Linked DNA regions of Sus scrofa: region 2 is linked to region 1. A link is a contact called in public HiChIP or PLAC-seq data. All regions are on one chromosome and are shown on one strand. The core of a region is the stretch at or near the end of the contact, and the rest is flanking DNA. Distances in the headings are between cores, read along the strand shown.

Region 1 (2,630 bases), core at 44-2,543:
AGGCTTTGATTGGCTTTTTGTTTAAGTGTTTAAGTAAATAACTGTTTACAGTGAGATAATCATAGATGAAATTTGTGTCAGAAACTGGAATTTAAGCAGTTTCTCTTGGTCTAAAGGAAGGGGAGTTCTCTTATAGTGCTTCGGGTTAAGGATCTGGGGTTGTCCCTGCAGCTGCTCCGGTCGTTGCTGTGGCACGGGTTCCATCCCTGGCCCAGGAGTTTCCACATGCCCCAGGTGGGGCCAAAAAATAAAACAAATAAAATAAAAAATAAATTTAGAAAATAAAAGGAAGCATATTAACAGTTGGGGCACTTATTCCTGCACTAACAAGAAGCTTAGAAGTCTGAACTTTAAAAGGCAAGGGCACTTTTATAATGGTCTTAATTAAGCTCCATAACCTTGGAAGTAGGTTGGGTGAGGAAGGGGTGTGCTATTCTAACGTACACACTGATTGGCGAGAGCATCCGTCTCTAGGTTCTCGTCCACGTGTTCGTTCAAGCCACCTACCAGCACTCTCCGTCTAGGCTGCAAGGTGATAGATAGCATCATTTTTGCTTCCTATTTTCAAAAAATGCCAGACTCCTCAAATGACTCACTCCATCACAGCTCTGCGCAGCGGCACGGGCACTACTGTGGAGGCACCGCGAGAATTTCCACATGTGGCAACCCGCTTCCGATGCTGCCTTTGACCCTCCCGCAAGCGCCGCGCGCAGGAGCCACCATCGCGCGGAGGCTGGGTCACAGCCTGCACCGATGCGTCCACGCGCGATCGGAGCGCGCCTCAAACCCCGCCCAGGGGCAGGAGGGAGGTCGGACCGAGAGAGCACCGTCACCGCGCCGCGGGATCATCCCTCGCATCTGCAGCCCCGGGTCCCGCTTCTCGCCAGGCCGGTCCTCGCCGTCATAAAAATAAGGATCCAGTCCCGCGGCCCGCGTCACCCACACGCCGCGGTGCACCAGCCCGGCGCCGTCCGCAGGGAGCCGAGGGCCGATATCCCCGGCTCCGGCACAGGAAGCGGCGGCGGCTCGGGCGGCCCGGAGGCCTCAGTTGCAGCGGGAACCCAGGGGGCCGCAGGGCAGAGGCCGGAAAAGCGGCACGTCCCGGCTAGCCGAGGGCCGGCTCGCGCGCCTCTGCTGAGGCCGCCGCCTCCCAGGCTCCTGCCGGCGGAGCAGCATCAGCCTCGCGGCTCCGCTAAGACCTCGGGGCCACAGCGTGCACGGACACGGTTCCTCGCGGCAGGAGCACTCACCTCCTCCGCAGGCCAGGCGGTTCGCCGCCGGCTGTCACCGCAGCCCACTGCCTGCCCTGCACTGGCTCCGAATGCTATTTAAGGGCGCCGCCGTCGCCGCCGTGAGCTGGCTGTGCCCCAGCCCCTACCGCTGTGGAGACAGGCTGCTGCCGGTGCGCGTGCCGCGCCCGCCCTGCCCGGTTCTCAGGCCCCGCCCCATCACAGAACACGCCCCCACATCAGGTCCCGCCCACCCGCCGCGCGCCGGCCTTCCCGTCAGGTCGCGCGCGTGCCGGCCGGGCAGCAGGTGGGGGAGTTCCGGGAAGCGTTGGGGAAACGCCTCTGAAGTAGCCCTAACTGTCCCGGGATTTCATAACGAATCCGAGGGGGGCAAAGAGCAAATTGTGGCGGTTCAGCCCAGAAGTCTGCGGTGCAGTTGGAGGCCGGGAGACGCCCTTTCGTGTCTTCCTTCCGCAACCGCGTGCCCCGCTGATTTGGCGGGCGGGGGCTTTCTTTTCCTATTTTATTTGGCAACGATGTGCAGGACTCCTTTTAACCCGGTTTCACCACTGCTCCCACGTGGGGTTTTGCCACAGACCTGGCTGGGAAGGCCCCAGTCTGTACTTCTGCAGCTGCCTGGACATGAAGCAACCGAAGAGATCACCCCGGGTATAGCTGGGGCCGCGCACTGGTTCCACGTCACTAATGGCAGTGTTCACCTGCCAAGTTCTTGGGGCCTGTCTGCTGCTCAGCCCTGGCGGTGCGGTTTTGAGGGCTACTGTCTGCATCCATGCGATGCCCATTAGGGGCCTTTCAGAGGCCAGCTTTTTTCAGGCTCCTAGCCCAAATGTTATTGTTCCTCTTAGCCCCCTGAGGTCTGCTGGTACCTTAACCTCTAATAACCGAGGTCCTGGTTACAGTGGTACTTGTGTCCAGCACTGCATGGCCGGCTCTTATCTGGAACTGCTTTGAGTTTGAGGCATGAGAAGAATTATTTTTATAATGCCTCTAATAATGACAGCCTTTACTGAAACATTTCACAATTATCCTATTGAATCTTCATCATAACCTTATGAGATGGGTGCTGTCATTAGTCCCTTTTTACAGATGAGGACACAGAGGTACGGGGAGGTCGAAAGCTAGTGAGGGCAGAAGTACACTGGGCCTCAGGCAATCTGCCTCCAGAGCAGTCCGTAATAGGCGAATGTACTTGTACTGACTTTGGTGTGAGCTTGTGCTCACTCAGGCCTCATACTCAACCTTAACTATGTGACAATACTCAGGCTGACTGTATGACAGTAGCCTAAGGACTGTCACTGGGCTTCTCTCACAGTCCCAGAACATCTGAACAGTGGCCACAGTAATTGTTTCCTCCCACAGCGTTTTCAGCGCTGTGCTACA
Region 2 (2,630 bases), core at 84-2,583, 260 kb after region 1:
TCAGTAAGTACAGAAGTGTTTGTTGAGTGAATGCATAAATGGCTTTTGTGTTTATGCTGAATTCTTGACCTTCTGCCTGCTCTGACCTTGGTAAATTTGCACTTCGATAAGCTTTCATACAGTTCACTGGATTTCTGAACTCTAGCCTGCTCCAATCTCGGATAAACGCATACCCTCTGTGGTCCTGGCACCCAACAAGTGACCTCTGTTCTACTGGAGCCTCTAGACCCAGGGTGACACAGAGGGGCAGCTCGCTCAATACCAACACTATGTCTGTCTGCACTCAGCAGTAAGCTTGTGAAAAAATGAATAAACTTTGTCCAGTGTACAAAGGAACACTGATAAACTTAGCAAGAGAACTGAGAAGTGTAAAGAGTTTAGATCATTCTAGGGAAAGGAACAGATGCATTTGAAAACCTGTATGATTATATTACCTGTCTAAAAAAAATGAGTTAAGGAAAAATCAAAGCTCATAGTAATATGGTTGAAAAAACAAATTGCCATCAATTCCTAGGACTAGATAGTATATATCTCCCCAACCCAAGGTCTCTATTAAAAAGAGACAAGTACAGCTAAGGCTTCGACTTTCTCTTACTTAACATCCTGGTCACCCAGCTATTCCAATGGAAAGGGAACTGCACTGACCCTCTAGAAGCCGCCAGCTGCCTGAGAACATTCTGCCCAGAACATGTGCTGAGATTCCATTGAGAGCAGAGCGGAACATTAAGCCCTTAAGGGATTTACAAAAAGGAAAAAAAAAAAAAAAAAAAGGAAGGAAGAAAGAAAGAAAGAAAAAGTGTTCTATAAATTCCTGTTCTCAGTGTTATCAGGGGCTGTGTGTCACGGGGTGACAGCCTGACCTGAGAGTAAAGCAACATACAACTTGCTAAAACAGGTATTCACCTAGCGGCCCCTTGTATTTGGGCTGTCCTGGTGCCACTGGGTGCTGGGCACAGAAACATTTGATAGCAGAATGAATGACTGAAAGATTGAATGAAGAGAAGAGGGATTCAGCAGTTCGCCAGATTATATGAAGCAATCACGGCATCAAGTAAATTTAGTGTATTTATTCTGGCGGATCTTAATTTATCTGTGAGAGCGCACAACTCGGAAGAGGACCACATCCAGGCAGGGAGTTCTGGTGAAGGACACCGTTGCAAGGAAGAAGAAAAAATAACGTGAAATGCCTTGGCCAGTAGCGGGTCGCGTGCAGGCCGGAGGTTAAGGCGAGCCCGGCTGGAGGCCGCGGGTCCCGTGTCCGTGCCCAGGTCCGGCCCGGCCTAAGCCTCCTTGTGCTATAAATACAGCTGCCCACATGCTGCAGAGACACGGTGTTCCCTCTCGTCGCGGGACAGATAACATGAATTTGCCCTTTAAACGTCCCAGGTGGAGGCACAGCCCCCGGCCCACCCCTGCCTCCCGGAAGCGCCTTCGCCCCCGTTGCCCTCTGGAGAGGTGGGGGCGCCGGGGGGTCCGAGCACCTGCCCAGCCAATGCGCGGGGCGCGCACGGCCCCGGGGCCCTCCTCCTCTCGCGAGAGGCTGGGCGGGGCATATAAGGCGGGTTGCAGGGCGAGACAAGCGGCCCCTTCGCGTTGCGCAGGGACTGAGCAGGGGTGGCCGTGTCAGGCCGGGCAGAGAAAGCGAGAGCGCGGCTCCCGGAGGCGGTGTGCGCCCGGCTGTCACCATGAGTGATCAGGCTTGGAGCTTTCTGAAGGACTTCTTGGCTGGCGGCGTCGCCGCTGCCATCTCCAAGACCGCGGTCGCCCCCATCGAGAGGGTCAAACTGCTGCTGCAGGTGAGGACAGCGCGGGTGCGGCGAGGGGAGCGCGGGGCCGGACGCGCGGGGCCCAGGAGAGCCGTGGGGCGAGAGGGAGCAGGGCGCTGGGCTGCCGAAGAGCCGCGCTAGGCCCGGGCCCAGCGCACGGCCTGCGCGAAGGGGAAGGTGCCCTCTGCGCAGAGACGGGTCCAGCGTCAGTAGCGGATTCTTGGTGTCGGGTGGCGCCCCGCGCGCGGGTGTCTATATATGGAAACCCACCCCAAGTAGGTTGCAGCCAGCCAGATCCTGCTCCGGGGACAGCGCGGGCATAACTCTTAGGCCTCTTGGGTCAGACTCCTTTCTTGTCAATGTCCCTTGCACCCTCTTACCTGCATCCACCTTTTACAATAAAGACATTAAAATAATTATTACTCAAGGTTATCACGGTGTCCCGATCGCTGTACTCTAGACTGACATAACCTATTACGTTATTCATCTTTGTATGACCTCTGCAAGACAGGTGTTATTTCCCCCATTTTACACATGAAGAAACAGGTTTTGAGAGACTAAGAAAGAGTTTTCATCAACTTGGATCGACTTATCCTTTTCCCACATCTTTTCCTCTCCAGCCTGGTGTCTAAATGGCTTGTGCTCATCATCTCTTTTTTTTTTTTTCCTCCTCCACTTGCCCAAAAGGCAAGGGACCCTCAATGAGGAATTAGGCCTCCTCAGTTGGGAAGTCAGAATGATCACTAACAAGAAAACCCCCACAAATTGCCCAGCGAAACAACTCCTCAGTAATTAATTACTTGGATAATCTCCTTGAAAATTTCAGGCTGTAATACCTAGCAGATTCTTTCTACTTATGTTGGA

The links. HiChIP or PLAC-seq counts read pairs in DNA pulled down with a chosen protein or histone mark.
Region 2: an H3K27ac HiChIP or PLAC-seq map of skeletal muscle shows a contact between it and region 1. The contact joins the promoter of SLC25A4 here to the promoter of ACSL1 in region 1. A contact is called at or near these places in 7 of 47 Hi-C or Micro-C datasets (fetal heart ventricle, heart right ventricle, liver and 2 more) and 1 of 2 datasets of contacts at active chromatin or transcription factors (skeletal muscle).

What each region holds. Positions count from the first base shown.
Region 1 is chr15:45,931,819-45,934,448 of Sscrofa11.1, forward strand. It overlaps ACSL1 (acyl-CoA synthetase long-chain family member 1), which reads right to left and starts at 1,294. Exons shown (of 21, transcript NM_001167629.2): 1 at 1,251-1,294.
Region 2 is chr15:46,192,165-46,194,794 of Sscrofa11.1, forward strand. SLC25A4 (ADP/ATP translocase 1) reads left to right here and starts at 1,334. Exons shown (of 4, transcript XM_003133345.4): 1 at 1,334-1,796. The coding sequence starts at 1,686.